Linked DNA regions of Rattus norvegicus: region 2 is linked to region 1. A link is a contact called in public Hi-C data. All regions are on one chromosome and are shown on one strand. The core of a region is the stretch at or near the end of the contact, and the rest is flanking DNA. Distances in the headings are between cores, read along the strand shown. Region 1 overlaps LOC108350472 (a long non-coding RNA gene). Region 2 holds the start of Snap25 (synaptosome associated protein 25).

Region 1 (4,943 bases), core at 1,821-4,320:
CCCTTTTAATTTTATGAGCTACTACTGTTGGGCTATTTTGTTAAACAGCAATAGCTGAATGATACTGTCACAAATTTTCTATCATCTTCTTGACTATAGTTCAATTGAAAATAGAATCTGCCCTTTGTTGTGATTACCATATCTTCATGGGCCCTGAACTGCTCTTTAAGTTACAGATTATTGGGGTGATCAATGTCAGAATAAGTATCACCACAGAATTATGAAAGCCTATTATTAGGGTGGGAGGGAAAACTCGGGGGGATAAAGTTAAAACCCGAAAAACATAACAGTGTAAGATATAAAATGAACTCTAAAGGTATGATTAAAATATTGACTATTCAACAGGTATTGTTTGGTTAGAGAAAACAGAGTTATCAGATACTTCTCACATGATTCTTTGCATAGTGGCCTGAAGCTGGATATGCTACAGTGACAAGATGCCTATCCCCTAGAGGGCTGTTAATGAAGATGGACAGTGAGGCCACCTGGTAGAAGACATTGAGTGGGTACTTGATACACTGATGTAAAATGACAAGATTGCCATTTCAGCTTCAATGACTGTACGATCATTCCCAAAGCCCCAGAAAACCCAGTTCTTTGCCTGCCAAGAAATGTGCAACGAATTTATCCAAGCAAGAATTATATGACTTTCTGGGTGTTTCAGTGGTTCAAATCCCTTGGTTCTTGAAGCAACAACAGAGCTAGGATAGGAGAAGAATGTCCAGATACCTACCCTCTTATAAAAAAGGGCTTGTTCTCTGGAAGCCTTCCTGGAGGAGATGGAGAACTATCATGCCGGGCAGGCACTGAATGGAGAAATAAGACAGGGAGTGAGCAGTCAGCCCGCTCTACCTAGCCTTCTGCCTTTCTCACTCTATTTCATCTCACTTGGATAAAAGCCATCTGTCTGCCTCCTCCAACCTGCCCTTGGTCCAGACCTATGGTTCAGACATCACAAAGCCCCAGTGTGGTCGCTGATCTCACTTCCTCTTTAATCTCTGGCACAGCTCATTTCAGACTTAATTCTTGATGCCTCCAGATTTTCCATTTGGTTCTGAGTCCCTTTCTTAACAACCCTCAGTCAACTCTGTTTATACACAGTTCCTAGCCTGAGCCAGACCTCAGAAAGGTGGGCTTTAGTTCTCAGTGTTTTGCACATCCCCCTCCCTCTCCCTCCCCCTCCCCTCCCCCCTTCAGCATCATGCTGGTTGCTGGAGTCCCCACCCAGTGCCGACACTTACAAAGCACTTTATTTTGCACTAATTCATCTGACCCTCACAGTGGTGGTCTTGGGAGGCAGAAGGGTAGCAGGACTCTTAACTGCTCAAATTAGGACTAAGAATAAAAAAGAAGTGACCCCCTGCTGGTAAATAAAGCAGCCAAGACTTAAACCCAATTTTGCTGTTATTTTTTTCACATCATGGTATTTTTAAAAGCACTAGGGTTGCTGAGATTCTTGAACATTCTTTATAAGATTTAGCTATACAAAGGAAATTGCTAAGAAAGGAAACGAGTTGGTATGGCTATAAACTATAAACTGGCTGGGAGAGAAATGACTACTGCTATGGCTCTTGCCAGATGAGTGGCCATCCCATTGCAGCACATGGCAGTTGACCAGTTGACTACAATAATTTAGTGAGCTACAGTAAGAAGTCCATAAGCCTGATAAACGTTGGCCTCCCTCCAAGCCTTGAAAAGTGGAGAAAGACATAGATATAGGGATAACACTGACTGTGTTGTGAGCATACCAACATCTATTTAAATTAACAGCTTAAAATATTTACATTCCAAAGGAATGGGTCATTTGAGCTTACAGAGAGATTGGGGAATACTGAAATATACATCTTATTTAGATGTCCAGCTTGCTCAGGGCTCATGGTCTAATCTGACTTCAGTTCAAGATCATTGCTAGCCAACCAGTTTGAGTGTGAGACCACAGATATTCTTGGGAAAGGTCATTCACTTATGAAGTTGAGCAAGCTCTGCCTGGTCTTGTTCTTTCTTCACATATTTATCAAACACTTACAATGTGCCAGCCATGGGCACTAGAATGATTCACAAGATAAAGCCCTTGATCCCAAGGGACTCATTCTTTAGAGGAGATGTTCTATTTAGTGAACAATAATGTGTAATGAAGTAAATGCAAGAAGGGGGACATTTGGCACAGCTGCCATGGACAGAATCTATTTTGGATAGGATGGCCTTTGAAGCATCTGGGGGCCTCACTTTACCTGTGGAGGACCATCGGCCATGCCCAAAGACCCAGAGGCAGAGATGCTCAGCGATGAGTTTAAGAAACAGAAAAACCAGCATGACCAGAAAGGAGGGAGGCCACATGGAAGACCAGAGGATGAGAAATGGCAGGTGGAGATCATGGAGGGTCTTCTCAGATTGGTAACTACTGTGGACAGGAAGATACGTAGCAAACAATGGTCTTTCTTTGCTTTTAGCATAGTATTGACTGATGTATGAAGAAACGACAGCTGTCTCCTTCTGAGGGAATCCAGCTGGTATGGCCGAGAGAAACAAGCTGCTTCCCACCGCCTCTCTGTGAAGCAGGACTTGGAACCGGCTGCTTTACTAAACATGTCACAGACCATATCTAGCTTGAAGCAAAAGCACATCAAGACCCCAGGGAGAATCTTCAATCGGCTGCCATAGTGACTCTGGAGGGGAAGGGTTCCTCTAGGTAAATATTAGCAGGAGCACCTATGGTTCCTGGAGGTAGGAGATAGCCTTGCTGAGGTTGGTTAAGTCTGATAGGACCCTAACTGTAGCTATCTTCCAAAGATGAACTGGTAACCAGTAGAATGGTTATTTGGAAGATACCCAAGGTCTCCAAACCCTATTTCCTTTTTATGAGCAATACAGATATTTTTAGAGCTATAAATTATGAGTGCATTTCTATGCTCCTGCAGATTTCAAGCTGGGAGTCTGGGCAGGAACCTGTTTTTAAGGCCAGAAACTCCTGAGGAGTCTTGCTTGCTTTCCCCCATCCTGGAATGAGGCCTCTGTTATGCTTAGCTGCTTCAAAAACCCTGAGTCATTCCAATGGTCTTGTCTTTCCTTTTCCCTCTCGCAGCTCTCCGAGTGCAGAACAATCTTGGAGCAACCCCTCCCCGCTCCCTCATAGCCGCCACTGCGGACAAAAAGTGGGGGTGGCACAGTCCGGGCAAGCCGGCGGGGAGGGCGCCTGGGACACCGCGCAGGCTGTGGGCGGAGGAGCTGTGTCCCCGGTGCCGCAGTGAGCGGGTGGCGGAGGAACGCGGGCGGGCGGCCTCCTGAGTCACTGCGGATGCGGGGCACTGGAGCCTCAACTCCCGCCCTGGCAAGCGGCGGCGGGGGCGAGGTGCGGCATCCCCTGGGTCAGGGGTCCCTCTGGCTTTCCCAACAGTCTGTGCGCATTTCCGCGGGGCCCTCGGGGCGCTGCACTCTCACAGTCTTGTCACTATTTGTTTATCTCTACATCTGCCCCGCGGAGATTTCCCCTTAGACCAGAGACTTCTAAGCCACCCCCGGATGGATTCGGGGGCCCTCGCATTTGGCTAGGTGCCCAGAGCGTCATCAGAACTTGGGAGATCAGTAAACAGCTCTAAGAGGAAGGAGGGGAGGAGAGGAGGAAGGGGAGCGGAGAGCAGAGGGCAGGAGAAGATCAGAAACACAAAACCCAACAAAACAAGACAGAACAAGCTGAAGGGAGCTGGGGACACTTCTAATCTGCAGTACAGAAGCCCACCCTTCCGTCGTATGGAAACTAAAGCCCTCTGTAGCAGTGGGGGTCCTCCCAAGCATTCTGTTACTGAAATCAGAGCCAAGGTTCTTGGGGGTGGGGGGAGGGAGCAGATGAAAGTCTTTTGCTCATAAAATGTGGGAAGGTTCAAAATGCTGCCCTGGCAATACCACTTGATTTTAAGGCAAACAGACTAGTGGCCCTCGCCTGCTTCTCCACCATAACCTCCAATTTAGAGCCAGTAAGAGTCTCAGAGGGCATTTAAGCGCCCATTTTACAGGTTATGAAACAGATTCAGGGAAGAATGCTGGCAAGAATCACAGAATGGAGTTTCCGACCCATTCCTTTCCCCTTTGCCTTTCCTTAGCCCTTCACTTCATTGCTCCTCACATAAAAATTCTAATAGAACCCCTGGGACCATTCGAGGCCCAGAGTTCAACTTCAGTCAGGAATTATGAGTGCCAAGCCCAAGCAGCCGCAGCTAAACAGCCTCCCTCGCCAAGCTCCTGCCAGCTCCAGCTAGACAAGTTTCTGGGGCATCTCCGAGCTCCGAGAGAGGTGTGTCTCCTGCGGCAACAAGAGCAGATTTGTTTTTTGCCATCTCATCCTCACTTTCGCAGTCTCCAGTTGGCTTCTTGTGATTGGCCAGAACTTTCCCTCTTAGAGATGAGGAGAATCCAGCCCTCCAACCAGCTGAGAGAAAACAACACTCCACCACTTCGCAGCGGCAGACCCAGGACGCTCCGCCCCGTCCAATGGCCAGGCTGGAGCCCCACAGGCAGAATGGTCCTCCCTTCCGGAAACTCTGACCATTTAAAGTGGGCAAGGGGTGGGGGTGTGTGCAGCCTCTGAGCACCGAAGCTGATCTGCTCTTTTGAGTCTGTAATTGAGGGTGTCATTGTTTGTCCTTCAGCTTCCAGGGAGAAAAGTTCTTCAAAATTGAACTTGAAAAGTTGCCATGGAGGCAGGCAGTTTGTGTTCACTGAACGTGGTTGCTAATGCACATTAGATTAGGGACAATTAACCTTGCTGCCTTCCTACCTGAGTCCACACTCCCGGCAACTTGTTAACCACACTCACCTGTGGGTTCCCTCAGAATGGGAAACTACTCTTCTAGAGTAACCTATAATATGACCAGGTCCACCAAGGTTAAGGCATAATTAGTTATTAATAGTCCCAATTTACAAGTAAGTCTCTGCTTTGGCTGTGTGTT
Region 2 (4,943 bases), core at 1,652-4,151, 39 kb after region 1:
ATTTTGCAGTTTTAGAGCAAGATCTTACTATAAAGTCCAGCTAGCTTCAACTTACTATATAGCTCAGGCTGGCCTTGAACTCACAGTGAAGCACCTGGCTCAGCCTCCCACCTGGCTATGAATCTTGAACTTTACTTAGTATTCCAAGCATAACCATTGCAAATTAGAATGCTTGGGGGCATGGTATAGCAGGGAGCGTTCAGAGATTGCATTAGCATACCACACATACCCATCAATCACAGCAGCGAATTCCTTGGCATCAGTAACTGTACATACTGGTTCTTTATAGAGGGGACTCAGAAGCAGCTAAATCATTTCAGAGCAAAATTATCTTCACCTTGCTTCTCTGTATGGGCCAGAGTAAATCTGATGGCCAGGGACTGTCAAACATCACCATGGGAGTTTTTGTTTGTTGTGCTTTATTTTAATGAAACAAGAGAAAACACCCTTGGAGGAAATCTCATTATGATATTCAAAGTATATTAAGGACTATCCTGTTATATACAAAAAGCTTCTGCTTTCCCAGACTCTCTCAGATTAGATCTTAGTGCTTCCCAAGCATGAAGAAATTCTCATACAGCATCACTTTCTGAAGGAGCATACAGATATGAACAATGTGTCACCTCTTTCTGAGGGGATGCTAGTGTTTTCTGTGGCACCATGAGTCAGTATGACTCTGTCTTCCTCTCTGTAATTTTTGAAGTTGTCAGTGTGAGGAACACCGAGCACTTCTCTCCGGTGCTTGCCACATCACTTTTGCCTGCAGAATGAGGATCCATCAATGACGTACTTTAAAAAAAATGGAAAATCCCCCGCCCCCATTCTTTCACAAACTTTCTGCCTGAATGATTTCTAGTCAGAGAGCCCTATACATATTTTCTTTCTCCTTATTGCAGGGTAGTTTGTCTATCTCTGCCAACCCTGAATGCTGCCTTTTTATTTTCAAGTCATATCATAACGGAAAAAGATTACATTCTTAAGCCTATTCCTTCGAGCTTTATTATAATGAAAATAAGAGCTAGAGTGGCAGCTGAGGGAGGACCAGGCATATTTTTTTTCTGTCGTACAAAATTTTCAAATGTTGAATAATTTTTAAATAAGCAAATTGCAGCAGCAATACTCCAGGAATCTGGTTTTAATAAAAATCCAAACACCATTATCATCGCAAACATTAAGATTTCAAAATATCCCTTGGATCTGGGTATCTTTCCGAAAAAGCGAATTGTGCTCCTCTGGTCCACACAATCCCTTTACAAGTCTTCCCCCTCCCACCTCGGCTCCCCGACCATCTTCACCTACAATTAAAAGCTTTATCACCTAAGCCTGCTTTTAAAGCCAGTGAGCTTGTGTGTGTGTGTGTGTGTGTGTGTGTGTGTGTGTGTGTGTGTGTGTGTGTGTGACTGAGACGGTGGGGGGCCTGTGTGGCGGGGTAGCGTTTGCACGTTGCTTTGTGTGTGTGTGTGTGTGTGTGTGTGTGTGTGTGTGTGTGTGTGTGTGTGTATGTGTTTCTAAGAGAAAAGGATTTTCCATCGCCCAAGAGGCCATCAAGTTTTAAGATTGCAAGGCACGACTTCTAATCGCATCCTCCGCGGAAAAGTACAAACAGTTCCTGAGAAGAGGTCCCCCACCTCCCACGCGCTCCCCAGCTCTCCCTCACTGCCTAGAACCCGGACAACCTCCCCAACACCTGTGAATCATCCAGAGGCTGCACCACCGAGTTATTTGCATATCGCCGCCCGCCCTCCCCAGCTCCTGACCGCTCCTGACGGCTCCTGACGCACGACAAGCGAAGACAGGATTATGTTGTGTGGTTATTACTTCTAATCTTTCATCTGAACCAGCAGAAGTGGACGTTCTTGCTCATTCCAGCCCCCTCCCCCTCCCCCTCCCCCCGAGCTTCAGTGGTTTGGCCACTGCAAGTGCCAGGGGCTTGTGTAATGAGTGAGTGACACTCCAGATTTCTGTCAGGTCCTAGCCACCTTCCCTCCTGATGTCTGGACATGCATGCTTCGTCCTCTGGACATGGTCTAAGAAACCCGAACATCATCCTAGGTCCGGACTGCAAATTCAACCGGATACAGCGTCATCTAGTCATCTATAAGCCCTGAGCAAACAACTCACAACTCAAAGCCCTGAGACCGCAAAGGCAAACTAGCAGGGCTAACTAGCTTCCCTCTCCCTTTTCCCATCTCCAGCGTTATCTTGGCGATAACTGCTCTGACGTACTTTAAAAGAAAAGTGTGAGCCTTTCCCCAACTGGCTATGATTAAATGAGAACACTAAACCCGCAATGCTGCTTTAATACAATAACTACTCATAAAAATAGCAACCTAAGTAACCTGGTCAGGCAAGGAGCTGGTGAGAGCCAAGGGGAATGCCTCTTCAGACAGACCCCCTTCTCTGGAGAAAATAAATCACAACAGAAATCTATCCCAATCCCTCATATCGTTACCCTTCTATTCCTTTACCTTCCTCTCGTGTCTGTGACTCAACCAAAGACAAATCATCAGGGGAACGTTTTACATATAAATATGTATGTATTTACATTATTGTAATTGTATATACATTCCAAACACACCTATATACATACATATATTCACATATGCATGCACACACAAGGAAAGGCATAGGCCATCAGGAAAACAGTCGCAAGAAATGTGTGTTTCCCAAGACAGTGCTAAAATGGAGTCAAAAGAATCGCTCCATTTGGATGTTTATAAAAGATTGAAATAAAAAGGTTTGCTGCAAAGCGCTCGGGGAGCTGAGTCAAGCGCTCCGCACCTCCCGGCTCCTCCCCTACCGCCCCCAGCCACCTTCCTCCCTCCGCCCTCCCCCATCACACTTCCTCCCCGCCCCTCGAGGAGCCGGCTATTAAAAGCTGCTGACGTCAAAGGAACGGCCATCTTTGATGAGGGCAGAGCTCACGTTGCATTGAAGACGAAACCTCGGGGAGGTCTGGAGCTGTCTTTCCTTCCCTCCCTACCCGGCGGCTCCTCCACTCTTGCTACCTGCAGGGATCAGCGGACAGCATCCTCTGAAGAAGACAAGGTAAAGAGCCCCCTCCTCCGATCCTGGCCCTGGCCCTGCATGGCTGCATACACAGAAGGGACTGCAGCTGGCAGCCCAAGTGAGCCTGGGTAAATACAAGTAGTGGTGCACTTAGGGTGCGGTATTCCCTGTGTGCTCGTCTGCCTAGATTCTTGCCTGGGGCCACATAAAAGTATTTTTCAGGTGAGCTGTTGGGAGAAGGAGTGAATGGGGACACTGCAGGTGGAGTGGTGGAAAAAATAGCGAGGATGTGTATAGAATAATAACTTACTCTTTTGAAGCAGCCGTGGGACCCTCTTCCATCTTGCGATGCAGTTTTGAGATATGTTTAGGTTATTAGGCTTGCGGTTTTTTTTCCTGTAGACTAGAATTTAAAAGCAAAACATGATCTTGTCGTTCGTTCCAACCCTATGATTATGACTGTAGTGTTTAGGGCACTGCTACCCAAGGGAGATGAGAAGGCAGGGTGTGGGCGCTGGGGAGGCGAAAGGAGAAGGGGGGTAGTTCCCGCCCTGGGCAAGCTGAGCTGCCGCAACGGTAGCAGCCTCCACGTCCCACAGACTTGATTTATGCCGCCTGCCCCAAGTCAGCTGCAGGCGGGAAGGGGCTGCAGAGTGGCAAAGCTCTAGGGGGTTAGCGCGGTGGGCTAGGCTGTTGGGGTGCGTGGAGGGAGCTCAGCACCCTGGACAGGAGTGCTCGGCGCCCGTGTCGGCGCCCTGACCTTTCAGCACCGCGGACAGCGATCCGGCTGCAGCGCCGCATTACCTGCTGCAGAGCCGCCTGGCTAGGGCTGGAGGCCAAATTTTCTCTCTGAGATCCAGATCTTAGAGAAAGTCTTAATAAAGCTGGCGTGATAGATTAAAAGAAAGGCAGAAGAATAAATCCTGTCATCGGGGATTTATTTACAGACAATTGCCTGCTCTCTTCCTCACCTCCCACGTAGCTTCAAGAAATAACAGACTACTTGTAGAAGCCTTCTGTATTTCTCCCTGTGCCTTGGTTAAGAAAAAAAAAGCAACAAAACAAAACAAACAGAAAAACAGAAAAACAGAAAAAGAAAGCATACTTTTAAAAACGGTCACTTAGCCTCCATTATGACACGAACACTGTAATTTTTTGTTTTTAACACGGGGTAGATATGTTGATATTAGGTGGGCTCAAGTGGGCTTATATGATAATGCGAGTACTATCTAGACATAGGACAATTGCATCCCTATGGGTTTTTTTTTTATCAAGAATATGGGTTATCTGAACTAAGAAGAACTAATTTTAGGAAATAAATCCCTTGGTTGCTCTCCCTTTATTCTGAAAACTAGATAGAAACAAGCATATACAGCCCCGAAGAAATTTCAATCTCTCTGGCCATGGTTTTGGAGTTAGTGAATTTCATAGCACTGGTTGTGGCAGCTCTATTGATGTAGATTTTGACATCCTTGGGAGAACTTAAAGATGTCCTTCAGGGTTATACATAGGCTGAAGCAGGAACTGACCCCAAGATTCACTGTAATTTCTATTATGGCACTGAAGGATTTTGCTGAGGTCATGATAAGTATTTTCTTCTCCGAGGCTTGGAGACTCTGCATGAGCAAAAATTGTCAGGATAATACATATCTGTTCAATTTAGATTCCCATAATTGTCACGAATGTATCAAGACTAAAAAAGATGATATGCTTTCAGCAGTTGTTAAATGAGAATAACAGCTTCACGTGTAAAGATGTATATAATGCATTAAAGAAATGTTAGCATGAACCCCTTTAAAGACCTTCAAAAGGTCTGGAATTGTGTCTACTTAGTTATAACTCCAATCATCTGTCTTCCAAAGGTACTAAAATTCCCTGTCTATTAAAAAGAATTATTTTATCTCCAGCTATTTATTCATGGGTTCTTTTACCTT

The links. A called contact is a pair of places that touch in the nucleus more often than the background predicts.
Region 2: a contact with region 1 is called in a Hi-C map of prefrontal cortex, with 4 times the contacts expected there. The contact joins the promoter of Snap25 here to the enhancer-like site in region 1. A contact is called at or near these places in 3 of 12 Hi-C or Micro-C datasets (the A7r5 cell line, frontal cortex and prefrontal cortex).

The regions. Positions count from the first base shown.
Region 1 is chr3:144,452,956-144,457,898 of GRCr8, forward strand. All of the region lies in intron 1 of LOC108350472 (a long non-coding RNA gene), which reads right to left. Among named protein-coding and RNA genes, the nearest start is that of Snap25, 39 kb to the right of the region's middle. Within about 2 kb of position 3,071, at least 80 of the 93 cell types and tissues checked have an H3K27ac peak or open chromatin away from gene starts, as enhancers often do. A contact at or near this core is called in the A7r5 cell line and prefrontal cortex, where this site is marked.
Region 2 is chr3:144,491,694-144,496,636 of GRCr8, forward strand. Snap25 (synaptosome associated protein 25) reads left to right here and starts at 2,902. Exons shown (of 8, transcript NM_030991.3): 1 at 2,902-3,048. LOC108350472 (a long non-coding RNA gene) reads right to left here. Exons shown (of 3, transcript XR_010064909.1): 1 at 3,320-4,943.